4 separate regions of the Mus musculus genome follow, and all the other regions are linked to region 3. A link is a contact called in public Hi-C and HiChIP or PLAC-seq data. All regions are on one chromosome and are shown on one strand. Each heading gives the region's core, a stretch centred on a gene start, on an enhancer-like site or on the middle of the called end of the contact. The rest is flanking DNA. Distances are from core to core; before and after follow the strand shown.

Evidence for each region. A called contact is a pair of places that touch in the nucleus more often than the background predicts. HiChIP or PLAC-seq counts read pairs in DNA pulled down with a chosen protein or histone mark.
Region 1: a Hi-C map of B cells shows a contact between it and region 3, with 7 read pairs. The contact joins the promoter of Slc9a8 here to the promoter of 1810021M19Rik in region 3. A contact is called at or near these places in 2 of 39 promoter capture datasets (erythroid cells and pre-B cells), 1 of 484 Hi-C or Micro-C datasets (B cells) and 1 of 115 datasets of contacts at active chromatin or transcription factors (bone marrow-derived dendritic cells).
Region 2: a contact with region 3 is called in an H3K27ac HiChIP or PLAC-seq map of microglia, with 6 times the contacts expected there. The contact joins the promoter of B4galt5 here to the promoter of 1810021M19Rik in region 3. A contact is called at or near these places in 1 of 39 promoter capture datasets (pre-B cells), 1 of 484 Hi-C or Micro-C datasets (B cells) and 2 of 115 datasets of contacts at active chromatin or transcription factors (cardiomyocytes and microglia).
Region 4: an H3K27ac HiChIP or PLAC-seq map of thymic regulatory T cells shows a contact between it and region 3, with 7 times the contacts expected there. The contact joins the promoter of Zfas1 here to the promoter of 1810021M19Rik in region 3. A contact is called at or near these places in 1 of 39 promoter capture datasets (pre-B cells), 2 of 115 datasets of contacts at active chromatin or transcription factors (bone marrow-derived dendritic cells and thymic regulatory T cells) and 1 of 9 other capture datasets (macrophages).

The regions. Positions count from the first base shown.
Region 1 is chr2:167,419,851-167,423,083 of GRCm38.p6, forward strand. It overlaps Slc9a8 (solute carrier family 9 (sodium/hydrogen exchanger), member 8), which reads left to right and starts at 1,860. Exons shown (of 17, transcript NM_148929.3): 1 at 1,860-1,915. The coding sequence starts at 1,902.
Region 2 is chr2:167,347,875-167,351,268 of GRCm38.p6, forward strand. It overlaps B4galt5 (UDP-Gal:betaGlcNAc beta 1,4-galactosyltransferase, polypeptide 5), which reads right to left and starts at 1,304. Exons shown (of 9, transcript NM_019835.2): 1 at 1,044-1,304. The coding sequence starts at 1,158.
Region 3 is chr2:165,884,151-165,887,534 of GRCm38.p6, forward strand. It overlaps 1810021M19Rik (a long non-coding RNA gene), which reads left to right and starts at 1,579. Exons shown (of 3, transcript XR_866948.2): 1 at 1,579-3,207. It overlaps Zmynd8 (zinc finger, MYND-type containing 8), which reads right to left and starts at 688. Exons shown (of 23, transcript NM_001363020.1): 1 at 458-688. The coding sequence starts at 471.
Region 4 is chr2:167,061,365-167,064,600 of GRCm38.p6, forward strand. Zfas1 (zinc finger, NFX1-type containing 1, antisense RNA 1) reads left to right here and starts at 1,570. Exons shown (of 5, transcript NR_138563.1): 1 at 1,570-1,933; 2 at 2,272-2,363. Znfx1 (zinc finger, NFX1-type containing 1) reads right to left here and starts at 1,651. Exons shown (of 14, transcript NM_001033196.2): 1 at 1,146-1,651. LOC115486178 (a small nucleolar RNA gene) reads left to right here and starts at 2,109; the gene lies at 2,109-2,201.

The DNA of each region.
Region 1 (3,233 bases), core at 610-3,109, 1.5 Mb after region 3:
CAGGAGCTGAAGCAGAGGCCATGGAAGGGTGCTGCTTACTGGTCTGCTCAAACTGCTTTCTTATGGAACTGAGGTCCACCAGCCCAGGGATGGCCCCACCCACAATGGGCTGGGCCATTCTCCAAAAATCACTAATTAAGAAAATGCCCTACAGCAGAATCTTATGGAGACATTTCCTCCATTGATGGTCTCTCTCTCTCCATGATTCTAGCTTTTGTCAAGTTGACAAAGAATCCAGCAGTGTGTGTGCATGTCATATCCATGTGTGGAGAATTTGCAAGGGTCAGTTCTCTCTCACCATGTGTGTCACAGAAACTAAGCTAAGGTCATTCGGCTGGTGGCATGAGCTGTTACCCAGAATCATCTCAGCAGTCTTAGTTTTAATATCCATATATGAAAATTTTTTTACGTGGGCAGCCTTCTTGGCACACATTAATTGTGCTGGAATTTTTGTTCTCAGCTAATGTGTGAGGCTTCCCTTGTTCGTTTAATTTTATCTTGCCTTATACCTGGCTTTCCTAGTTCCTTTGTATAGTCTGAACCCCACAAGGTACATCTCAGCATACAGTAGGTCTCTACAGAGAACTTGGGCATGTTAGCTGAATGGAAGACCACCTGCCTGCCATATGTGTTGCCCTAGGTTCCACCCCTGTACAGAAGTAGACAGATGCCTGAATGGGGGTGGGGAGGGGTGTCTCTCACCCTCCAGTCCCAACTGCTCAAGAGGATGAGACAGAAGGATCGTTCTTTGGGAAAGTGACATATCTGTTAAGCGTTATTAAGTGGGGGGGGGGGGGGGAACTACCTAGGGTGGAAGGGGCCCTGAAGGAGAACACCCAGAAGGTCCCATAAAGACCTCAGCAGTACCAGGCCAGTTTTAAGCAATACAGACTAGACAGTTCAAGTTATCTTCGGTGTTGAAAGCCCAGTGGGCAATGCGCTTGCTACGCAAGCACGAGGACCTCAGTTGGTATTCCCAACATCCACACAGAAGCCAGGGATAGCTGTTGGCATCTGTAACCATAGGGACAGGGAGACTGAGAAGGAGGATCCCTGGGAGTTGTTGGCTAGCCACTATGTCGCGTCCCTAGTTTCAGGTTCACTGTCTCATAACTAAGGTGGAGCGTGAGTAAGGAAGACATCTGATAACCTGGGACCTCCTAATGTACCCCACCCACCCCCGCACACACAAAGGTTAAGAAAAATTTGTTGGGATAGTTCAATGAGTAAAGGCGGTGCCGCCAACCCGTATTACCAGAGTTCAATGCCGAGGACCAACACGGAGGAAGGCGAGAATGAAACCCCTCAAGTTGTCCTGGATCTCATTTTCACATCTACCACACCAACCAATAAACCAATGGGGAATGTCCAACCTCTGCCTTGCTAGCTCTCAACTTTTATAATCGGAGTAAGTACACTGTCTAGCGTTTCAAAGACCCTCTGTCTACTCTCCCCACAGCAGGGGAAACTGAGGCCGCCTCGGAACGCGCCTGCGGACTCCCTCCGCTCCGCACAGCCGGCCCGGACGCCCAGAGAAACCACTTTCCCCCATTCTGAGCCCTGGGATTCTCACGCGGGGCGGACGGCTTGGCTCACAGCTGAGTCACCCAGATCTCAAAAGTTTCCTCCAAATCTTTCCCGCCCGGGGACCGGAAAAAAAAAAAAAAAAAAAAGTCCGGATGTCCCAAGGCCAGATCGTCACACAGCCTGGCCGGAAAAAGCCCACAGAAAGCCCCAGAGGTCGTCCCACTCCCAGGCCACAGAGAGGACAGCGCAGAGGGTCGCCCTGGGAGGCCAAGCCCCGCCCCTGCCCGCAGCGGAAACCGGAAGCAGCCGCCGGCCCCGCTAGCCCTGCGGCGCCGAACTCTGTAGTCTCGGAAGCTCGCAGGATAGGGGAGAAGATGGCGGAGGAGGAGTGAGTGCGCGGCTTCGGGTAGCGGAGGCGGCAGGGCCGGGCCGGCGGGCGACAGCGGGCCTGGAGCGCCCGGGTGGAGTGGCGCGGGCCCACCTAGCCAGGGTTGGCGGGGGGCGGGATGAGAACATGGGCCCTGAGGCCTCCCGGAGGTCCGACATTGCTGACCACGCGCAGGCCTGGCGGAAGCCGCGAACGTCCTTCCTGCTCCCGGTTTCCGGTTATCTCAGGGTTCCCTGGCTCTCCTCCTCCTGATCCAGGAAGTTCTCCCGTTGCCACGAGCAGCCCCTGGCATCCCCCGTAACCATCAGCAACCTTCATTGTTCTTGTCTGCCCCCAGCAGGTTTCTTTGATTCATTGACTGCTAGTTGACCGTTTTTCTCGGCCCTGGGCGTCAGGAGCCGCCCGCAGGGAGCCGCCACGAGGCTTTAGTGGGAGACTTTTGTGTGGACTGGGTGTTTTTGGACCTTGCCAGATGCTTGGATGGAAATTGGGTAGCATGAGGGAAGAGGAGCCCACCCTAGGTGGGAGAAAGACGTCTCGTGACCCGCAGCTTGAAATCTTAGAGGAGAGATGGGGAAGATGACGTGTTAAAAAGGCCCGAGTCCATCTTCATGCTTGGCAGGACACTGTTGTGTGTTACAAATTCTCTCTTTGAAATGAGCCCCAGAAAATTAACAAGGAACCCCTTAATTGATACCGAACTTTAACTAAGAGCATTTCAGGTAGCTCTTCGGCCACTGAGGAGCGAAAGTCATTAGATCTTGTTGTGTAGCTGTACTGTCCCAGACATTCACATAGTCTCAGCAGGACAAGATAAAAGAGGTAATACAGAGCCAAATGCTTTGAGATGTGGGCTTGAAGCTTGATCAGTTTATGGGGTCCTGGAATGAGGCAGTGCTCAGTGGTCACAATTCCATCACTACTACATTAGTTTACAGACCTAACCTTAAGAGCACAGGCGGAAGCCTTGCATAGAGTGGGATGTTCCAGAGCAGGAAACTTGAGCCATTTGAGATTCCAGAAGGGTTTGGTAGGGTAGGTTAGGGCATTCTAGGGAGAAAAACGGGGCAGATTCAGCTGACTTGGTCAGTTAAAGGCTGGAATCTTGCCCACCATTCCTGAGGTCAATCCCTAGTTTAGTCAAACACACACACTGCACCCAAAATTCAAGGAGATTGTAGACTAGGAAAGTAAATAATACTGAAACTGGGGTGTAGGGAGACTCCAGTTCCACCCTAGAAGTCTGTTTGTGTTTTTCTTTTTGAGACAGGTTCATGTAGCCCATAAAACTGGTCCTCACTGAGTATCAGTATGTAGG
Region 2 (3,394 bases), core at 54-2,553, 1.5 Mb after region 3:
ACACCAACTTTAAACATCAAGTGAAACAAGCTTTAAAAAAAAAAATAATCAGGGGAGAGACTCTCTCCCTCTCTCCCTCTTTCTCTGGAAATTTCTCTGCCAGTTCAGAGTTGCCAGGTCAACAGGGAACACCAGCATTTACTACTCCGATCTCAAAGGCACTTCCCCTAAGCGGCACCCATCCCAACCATCCAGAATTCTCGCCCTCGGCCCCACCCCCAACAGCATCTTCTCATTTTTCACCAAGGGCTGAAGTTTTCACTAGCACTCCAAGACCACACTAAGGGAGGCAAGTCGCATTCCTTAAAACTCTTTCCTTCTGTCCCCCAAACTACCTGTAACAGCGAATATTTATTTATTATGTATGTATTTATTTCGAAGACGTTGGGCGTCCGCTATAGGGAGAAAAGCTTAAAGGGCATTTATGGCCCTCTGTCCTTTAAAGGCTGGGATTCGTGTCCCCATTTTACAGAGAAGAGAAGCTGAGGGCCCAAGGTCATACAGGACATCTGACCTCAGTGTCCTCTGCCTTTAACCCTCTCGCTGCCTTTGCCTTCTCATCAGCGTCCAGTCTGTTCCGGGAAGGGCTCGTTTTCTCTCCAGGCGGTCTCCCCCTCTAAAGGGCGGACCTTGGAGAACTGCTACCCATTCCGTTTCTTCTCTGGGCGACCCCCCCCTCCCTTCCACCTGGCACCGCTTCTTCAAGGCCCCTGTCACAGCACCTCCTCCATGGCCAATTCAAACTTCCCATCGGTCCCCAGAGCAGGTCGGGTCCGCTATGAGCGGCGGGCGAGCGGCGGGCTCCAGGGAGGAGGGGGGGGAGGGGAAAGGGGCGCGCAGCCCGCAGCCCCGCCGGGTCTGGGCAGCCAACGCGCGGCCGCGGAGGGCGCGGGCGGCTGCGTCAGGGAGGAGGCCGCGTGTGCGGGCGGGCTGCGGGGTGGCGCGGCAGGAAACGGCGAGTCACGGAGCGCGGGGTCGGCCGGGGCGGCGGCGCGGGCCGCAGCGGGAAGAGGCGTGGGGTGGCCGCAGGGTCGCCTTCCTACCTATGCCGGGCGCCACATAGACGAAGTAGAGCAGCGAGGACGACAGCGAGAAGAAGAAGAGCGCGGCGAGCAGCGAGCGGCGCGGCAGCCGCAGCAGCCCCCGGCGGGCGCGCATGCTGAGCCGGCGGCCGCTCGAGGGCCAACCCGGGCCCCGCTCCCGCCGCTCCGGTCCGCCGCCTGGGCCTCGGCCGCCGCCTTCCGGGCTTCGCGCGCCGCCGCCTCGCCGCTTTCAGCCGCCGGCCGCCGCGGGCCGGGCCACATGAGGCGGGAGGGGGCCGACGACCAGAGGAGCTCAGCGGCGGGGGCGAGGCGGGCGGGGCGGGGCCTGTTAGGAGGGCGGGGTGAGGGGCGGGGTCTGATGCTGAGGGCGGGGCGAGGGCAAGGGCCGCAGTCTGAGGAGCAGATGGAGGTACCAGACCTGAGGCAGGCCTGATGGGGACCGAGTAAGGGCGGGGCCTAAACTGGGGGCCGGACGAGGGCGGGGCCTGATGTTAAGGGTGCCTCCGCGAGCCTGAGAACACCGGCGGGGACCGGGCTTGAAGTCTGATGGGGAGGGGGATAAGGGCGGGGCCGGGAGCATAACAAGCATTTTGCGGGAGCCTGAGCCTGAGGCCTGACGGGGAGGAGAGAAGGGCGTGGCCTGAGGCAAGGGGGCGGGAATGGGCAGGGCCTACAGTCCGGGGAGCGCATCTGTGGGGCGGGGCCTGGATGTGGGGGCGGGGCGGGGCGGGGCGGGGTTCACGCGCGAGCACTCTAGCCGCAAGATCCTCGAGCGGCCGCCGCCCATGCTGGCAGGAAGCGGCTCGCTAGTACGACTTGGTTCCCGTGCGAGCTCCCCACGCGGGGATCGAGGGGTGGTGGACAATGTGTGAATAGCCAGGTAGCCCGCCGCTGCAGCAGAGCAAGGATGCAGAGGCCGGGGCATTCGTGTTCGCCCTCACTCATCCATTCATTCCAGACACCATTTATGATAAAGTGGCAGTTACGGGTCCTGGGGCCGGGGATGCTCCACGGAGCAAAGATTCCTCTGGGAACCTGTATTAATGCGAATAAGAAAAAAATCAATATAACAGATGATGATGATAAGAGATATGAAAACAATTAGACATGAAGATGTTTCGGATGCATTCTACTCTAGTCTGAGATTGAGGGGGAAGCCTCTCCTTCCTGGGTGGCATGAACACAAAAGAATGTGAAAGTGCCAGGTGGAGAAAGAGTGGTCCCACTAAGGGGAACTACAAATGCAAAAGCCGGAAGGAAGGAAGAAGGGGCTTGATCCGCCTTCAATGAATCCAAGGATAAAATCCCAGGAAAGAAGAAGAGATCCAAACAAGGTCACATCCTACAGGACAGAACAGTGGTGACAACTGTCAATGTTAAGACACCGAGAAACAGGGCTTCTTAGCCAGTAACAGCCTCTCTCTAAGTCCTGAGATCGTGGCTCCCCTACCCCCACTTTGGCCCCATTGCACCGATGAGAAAACTGAAGCTTCTGGAAAGAGAAGCAAGTCGTCTAAGTTGTGAAGTAAGGGCTCAAATCAAAAGTGGCCTGCCACCGGGGCTTGACCACTAACCCCATTTCTCATTCTGCACTGTCATGTGCACTTCCAAGCCTCGACTTTCCCATCACCTCCAAAGCCATGTTTTGGTATGTGTTCCTTTTGGTTTCTCAAACCAGTGCTCTACAAGGACAGAGATTCTGTTTCATGTTTTGCTATGTATGTGCTCAGAGCTCAGTGCCCAGTACCTAAAAGATCAACAGAGGGGATGCAGAGCACCCACTAACACCAGAGGAAACAGAGATGGCTGGCTAGTCCTAAAGTCCCAGAGCAGGCTCCACAGGAAAGGAAGTGAGCAGCTCGGGGCAGGATTCCTCAGAGGGAAGGCATCCAACGGAATTCAAGAGGGAACCAGTCAGGTGACACATTCGGCTGACTTCCACGCTTGCACACAAACGTATACAAGATAAGTAAAATAAATATTATTTTTAAAATGTTAAAATAAAAAGAGCATAGAAAGGTGGGTTGAGAAGGTGATGAGATGGGTCTTTTCAGGATGAAACATCTGATCCTGGTAAGGAAAGGGACATGGCCAGGGGCTCAGCAGGACCCTAAAGACTTTTAGTGGCACTTCTTTCTTTCTTCCTCTTTCATCCTGACCAGTTGCTTCTTGCCTCATCCTTCTCCTGCCCTCTGACCAGGACTCAGTAAAGCAGAGACCTTTGTAAACTCGAGACTTAGGAAATGTCAAGTAGAGGCTCCCTGTCCCTCCTCTCTGGGGTTCCACGGTGAGGACTGAGGACAGAGTCTCTGAAAAGCGTCCACTCTGTAATAGGCGCTGAAGCAATTTGA
Region 3 (3,384 bases), core at 329-2,828:
GGAGAAGACCTTCTGGCTTCTGGCTTACCTTCCATTTTCTTCCCCCAGCAGGCATGTGACACACAGCGGCCGACAGTGCAGGGGGAGGACTGTTCAGAGAGAGAGGGAGAGGGGGGAGAGGAAGGGAGGGAAAAATAAAATAAAAGAAGGGGGGATAATAGCTTCTCTTTTGGCATACCAGGATCTAGCTTCAAACTAGTCCAGAAATTCTTTGTCCTGGTCAAAATAAAGGTATTCCAAGCCCTCACCAGTCTGTAAAATCAAGCTATGGCTAATGGCTACTTAGCCATGTGACCCAAAAAGGAAAAAAAAAATCTCTCTAAACAGTCCCAAGTTACCCTAAGTGCTCTGGGGGGGGAAGTGTGGCAGAGCCAGGCTACAGAGAAATCACACTGCTAGTCCACGACTCGATGACTCGGAGGGAGGGGGGAAAAGATGGTTAAAAAGCCGAGCTTACCTCTGTGGATGCATTGTTAACTGTGTAATGTCAATACTTATAAAACATGGAGGACAGGCTCCTAGTTCTCACAGAAAAAGGGTTTGGCACTTCGGCTGATGATCTGGCCGCCTAATAAAAGCTCATCCCCGATTGGCTGCCCCGGCCAATCGGAGTGTAAAGCCGCCGCCGATTGGCTGAAACACTTCCTGAGCGATTATCTTTGTGAGGCTCGGGTGAGCAAGAGCCATCCTGTGCATAGAAAAAGACAGGCTAAGCTAGGCCTTCTGCAGGAGGGAAAACTTGGGACAGGGGCCTCCACAAGCACTTCTCCCACCCCCTGGCTCGATCCCCCAGGCCAGGCAAACCCGTGCAGCCAGCCTGACCTGCTCCAGCAAAGCCTGAAGCCAGCGCGCCACTGGGAAGGGCCCTTTTGGGGTGGGCTGGCTGACCCATCCACGCCTGCCCCCACACACAAGTCCTTCTCTAAGAAGGCGAGCAGGCCGTTTTATAGAACAAGCCAGCTTGAGTGGGTCTCAAAGGACAAAGTCGAGCTTAGGGGTGGAGAGAGCCCCAGGGAGGCAGAAGCAATAGGGACAAGGCCAGACGCAGGCCTCTGAGGGGGGCGGGGGGGGGGGGCGCGCGCGGGGAGTGAGACAGGCAGCCCGAGGGAGCCCCAACAAATCAGCAAGGGGCACCCAGGTTCCAGGGAGCTGAGAGGTGCAGCTTGCTGTGAGGTGGAGCGATCAAGTTTGCCTAGTCATGGTCAAAGTGGCTCTTGGAAAAAAGGCAGGCCCACAGAGCCATTTGCAAAACTGGGAGACCTCTAACCTCTCACCGCCACCCCTCAGCCGATCCTCAAAGACAAACCAAAAAGGGCTCTGTCAGGATGGCAAGGGAGATACCCTCTCCAGGCTTACCCTAAGAAAAGCCAAATGCGTTGCTAGCAGGCCACATGCCTCCATTTAAGTCTTCCCTCCCTCTGCTCCCTCCCCCCACCGATGAGGCCTGCTAAACCTGTCAGTTAAACAAAAATCTGACTTCCGTCTTAGTCTGTGATGCCTTCAGCTTCCTGCCTGTTAACCCTCTCTGGGACTCTGGGCCTCGCTGGGAAAAACTAGGCCCTGAGATTGTAGAAAAGGGCCTGTGGAAAAATACCAGCTGCAGCTCTCCGGGCAGATGCAGAGAGAGAGAGAGAGGGAGCTAGCTAGCTGCTGTCTCGCTTCTGCTTCCCAAGGAGGCGTGGACCTTGTGAATCCAGGGCATACAGGCAGTGCCTCTCAGTCAGAGAAGCCATTTAAATCCAGAGGGACAGAGAAAGATGTCAAACCGGGCCAGGAAACAAGCCCGTCCATTATAGTCAGGCCTACACACCCACAGGTTGGCCCTTTCTGCCACAATCGCCCCTGTATGTGTGTTCTGGGGGGAAACTGGGCCCTGTTTGGTGGGCAGACAAATCCCCTGGGCTTCGTAAGGCTTCTTGCTTCAATTTATTTCCACAGAGAACTGCTTCTTTTCGTCCCCTAAGGCAGATGGAAGGGCAATTTCACACACACAGCCTCACATTGGCAGTCCCCCTACTCCCCCCATCTCTGGCTCTGCTCCCCAGTAAAATATTAACTAGTTCCTCAGACCTGCTTAGAATTCTCCCCGATGGTGCTGGGTGGGAGACCAGTGCCTGATTCTTTCCTAAAAACTGTCATTTGTAGAAAAGGCACAGAGGAGAATCAAAAACTGTCCAAGGCTCTCTCCTATTCTTAGCTATTTTTTTAAAAACAACAACATCCTTAATTAACAAGATTCTTAAAAAAAAAAAAAAGACGCTAAATAAACACCTTTCTTCAGGGGCCGGCAGTTGATGCAGCCAGACACCAGGAGGTGGACCCAGAAAGCAATAAAGTCCCCCTCAGCTACTGAAACTAGGACTCATTCCTGCCTCCCCAGGCGTTTCCTCAAAGGAATTGAAGGGCTGAGCTGATGGCTTGCTCTCCCTGCCCCCCAAGGACAACAGATGCCCAGCAGGCCAGTGTGCACTCTCCCTGGCTGGGGAATCTGCTCTCAGGCTCCAGACCCAGCCAGGAATCTAAACACACAGTACTGCAGGACAAAACCCTGGCTTTGGAAAGGAGACAGGATTTTGTTTGAACCAGCTGAGGTCGATAGCAGCAGGGGACAACTCCAGAGCCACTAGGCCTGACAAAGGCACTCAGGACAACAGGCCTGGCTTCACCCAAAGGGAAGGGTCGGCTCTTACTGGGGAGGGAAACCTTACTGGGACCAAACAGGGAACCTGAGGCCTGATCCGGGCACCCTCCCCTTCATGTGGCTTCGGACTCTACTATCAGCCATATGAAGTATGGCTTGGGGGGTGAGGGGAGGCGACAACACACGGAGTTGCTGATAGGTCTTGGGGACACCTAACTTCCCAATTGGAAAAGAGAATACATACACAGCAGGGGAGCGCATGGATTAAAGCTTGTTGTGTAAGCGGGAGCGCGCGCGCGCGCGCGCGCACACACACACACACACACACACACACACACACACACACACACACACGTACTCCCGTGCTCTCCCTCTCCCTTTTCCCTCCCTCCCTCCCTCTCTCCCAGGCTCTGATCACTTGAACTGTTTTCTAGGGCAAAGAGCAGGAAGCTGCCGGCATATGCTGGTGACCTATTGGGGCAGCTTTGTTTGAGGAATGCTGCTGCCATTCAGGCTTGTCTGAGGTTATCTGGGAAATGTAACTGGGCTGGAGACAAGAGACAAAGGTAAGGCTGCAGACGGGATTCTGGGAAGAACACCGATGGAGGAGGAAGCCGGGAGGTCCGCCTACCAACCAAGGCTGATCCAGTGCCTAATGGAATGTGGCTGACAGGCGAGAAGCAAGGCTACTTCTCCAAGCCTGGGCTCAGGGGCCGCATCTGGGTTGCTCAGAGGCTAAGTTC
Region 4 (3,236 bases), core at 320-2,819, 1.2 Mb after region 3:
CAGGGAGGGCACCAGATCAGCAATGGTTAAGCTGTTGCAGGGATAACATTTAGAGACTTCTAATTACAGGGTAAGATGAAAGAGGATGGAGCAAGAGGTGGCAGCTGGGTTGTAGCTAGGTAAATTTCAAGTCCCGAGAGAAGTCGCCACACCATACATCCCTCAGAGAAACACTGTAAGGTTACAGAAAGCAGGAGAGATCTGGGGGGGACTCAGAGGTAGGGCAGGGCCTAGGGATGGGGAGCCCAGGGTGGTTGTGGAACAAGTGGGTATAGCAATAGGTGAGAAATGGAGAGAGTGGGGCTCCAGGGACCGGGAGCAGAGGCAGGACAACTACGCACAGGGGATGACTGGGTGCTGAGATGAAGGGGCACTAGAGGTGGGGTGTGATCAGGGTGGTGACAGATGAACTGAAGAGAGTCGAAGCAGGTAATGGCAGTGCCCGCGGCTCAGGATACGCTGGGTACTGAGGGAGGAGACACCGACTCTGGAGGTGATGGGGGCTGCTAAGGAGAGGAGACAGGGACTCTGGGGAGTGATGGTGAGGCTAATGGAAGGGAACAGGGATTTAGGGGTGATGGGGCTGCTGAGGAGAGGAAACAGGGACTGGGAAATGGGGCTGCTGATAACCAGGTAGACTTAACTCAGGGAACGATGGAGGGTGACGGTGGAGGTGGGAGGACAGGACTCTGGGGGTGGTAAGGAGTGGAAAAAGATCCTAGGGGTGATGGGAGATTCCAAATACTCCGGAGATGATAGGGGAACTGAGGGACTCTGGGGGCTATAGGGAAACTAAGAGAAAGGGGCAGGGACTCTGGGGGCTATAGGGAAACTGAAGAAGCAGACAGGGACTTCGGGGACTATAGGGGGGGCTGAGAGAAAGAGAACAGGGACTCCGGAGGCTACAGGATAATTGAGGGAAGAGGACAGGGACTCCGGAGGCTACAGGATAATTGAGGGAAGGGGACAGGGACTCCGGGGGTATAGGGAAACTGAGGGAAAGGGACAGGGACTCTGGAGGCTATAGGAAAACTAAGGGAAGGGGACATGGACTCTGGGGACTATAGGAGAACTGAGGGAAGGGGACAGGGACTCCGGGGGTGGTGGGGGCGCTGAGTGGGGCAGATAGGGACTCCAAGGCTAACCTGACACCCGGCCGGAGGCAGAGCGGGACGCCGGCGGTCGCAGCGCCGCAGAAGCAGGTGCGTGATAGGGCGGAGGCCACTCACCGGCTCGGGCGCGTCCTCCGCAGGGCTAGAGCTCAGCCCCGGCCCTGGCAGGTCGCGGCCCCGCCCGGCACCGCGAACTTTCGGTTTCCAGTCCCTGCAGCCCCTGGGCGGGGCGAGTAGCCTAGTGGGCGGCCCGGAGGAAGAGGAGGCCGCGCAGGACGAGGAGGCGGTGCCGCGGGCTCCAGCGAGAGGCCGGGCTCGCCTGCGCCCCCGCCCTCGGGGCGGGCGGAAGGGCGGCGTCGCCTCAGCGCCCGCGGTAGCGGCGGCGGCTGGACTGGCGGCTCCCCGCGGGCGCGGCGGAGGGGAGGGCGCGGCGGGGGGCGGGTTGACTGCGCCCCGGGCGGCCGCAGGTCTCGGCTGGCCCCGGAGCCAGGGGGACGCGGCGGGCGGCTCGTGCGTGCCAAGCGCGACATGGCGCGGAAGCCGAGAAGCCCCGGAGGCCCAGTGAGCACGGGGAGGGGCTAGACACTGGCTGGACAACCATTAGCTAGCTGGGGCCGGGCGGCTCGGGGACTACATTTCCCAGGACGCCAAGCGGTCGCGCCCGGAAGCGACGCGCCATGGGCACAGTGCGCAGGCGCACGCGCCGCCAAGGTCTATATAAGGAAGGTTCGCCGCCGCTCTCGTCCTTTCGTTCCGGCGGCTCCTAGAGCGTTTGCTTTGTTCCCGATATGTCTCGTCCCTCCGGGGTTAACTTGCAGATGGTGAGTTGAGTCCACACAGCACAAGTTTTTTTTTTGTTAACCTCTTATCAAGTTTAGTCGCTGTAACCGCTCCTAGTCTCCAAGTGTTGCTTATGGAGCGCGATCCCCAGGTTGACCTTCGAAGACGTGATTCAAGTGGAAAAGACGCCTTCTGCTTTGGCCTGGGAAGCTTTTTGCTGGTGTAAATGATGAACTCACTTTTTTCCCCGTCATATCGACAGTGCTGATGTTTTAAAACATTTGCCAGTTTGTCCTGATAAACACCAGCCTTCGAGGACCCTGGTCTTCTTTGTTCCTGGTCGAGGATATAGGTGGTGATGGACGCTTTTGTTTTGTAGGTTGACCTGACCAAGCAGGACAGCATGGAGGTTGGAGGGAGAGAAGGGCATCGAGGGAGATGAGAACTCACCTACCATCTGAAAGTCTTAAGGTATGCATTCGTCTAGTGGCCTAAAGTGGCAATCACGTGCTTTGAAGAGCCTTTAAGTGGGCAGTGATAGGGAATTTGATGCAAGAGTTACTGCTGAGGTTCGTTGTTTTAAAAGCCCCGAGGATTGAGCCTTATTATCAAAGTATACTAAAGTCTTTTAATTGTGTATCTGTACATACTGACACAGGAGATGCAGAGCCCTGTTGTTATTTAAAGTGTCCTGGTAGAACTGCCTGAGAAAAGGACTGATTAAGAAAATGGTCCCATTGAGATTAGTCTGTAACACATTTTCTTGGCTGTTGATATGGGAGCATTCAGCAGTTTGTGGGTGCAGTGTCTGAGCCGGGTTGAGATTTCTTTTGTATATGCGTGGTATTTAGAAAGGCAATGAAACATGTCTGCTAAAGTATTTGCAGGCTAGTGCTTTTCAAGATGTGACAATGGCTATCCTCCATTACTGTATTCTGATATCCACCCTGACCCACTCAGATAAAAATGTGAATATGCCCTAAATCAAGTAGGCCCGAGAAATGGCTTAGCAGTTAAGAGCACTGATGGCTCTTTCGAGGGGTCCTGAGTTAAATTTCTAGCAACCACATGGTGGCTCACAACCATCTATAATGGGGTCTGGTGCCCTCTTATGGTGTCTCTGAAGAGAACAATGGTGGTGTACTCGTGCATAAAATATATGAATAAATCTTACTCTTAAAAAAAGTAGGCCCGGGCTGGAGAGATGGCTCAGTGGGTAAGAGCACCCGACTGCTCTTCCGAAGGTCCAGAGTTCAAATCCCAGCAACCACATGGTGGCTCACAACCATCCTTAACGAGATCTGACTCCCTCTTCTGGAGTGTCTGAGGACAGCTACAGTGTAC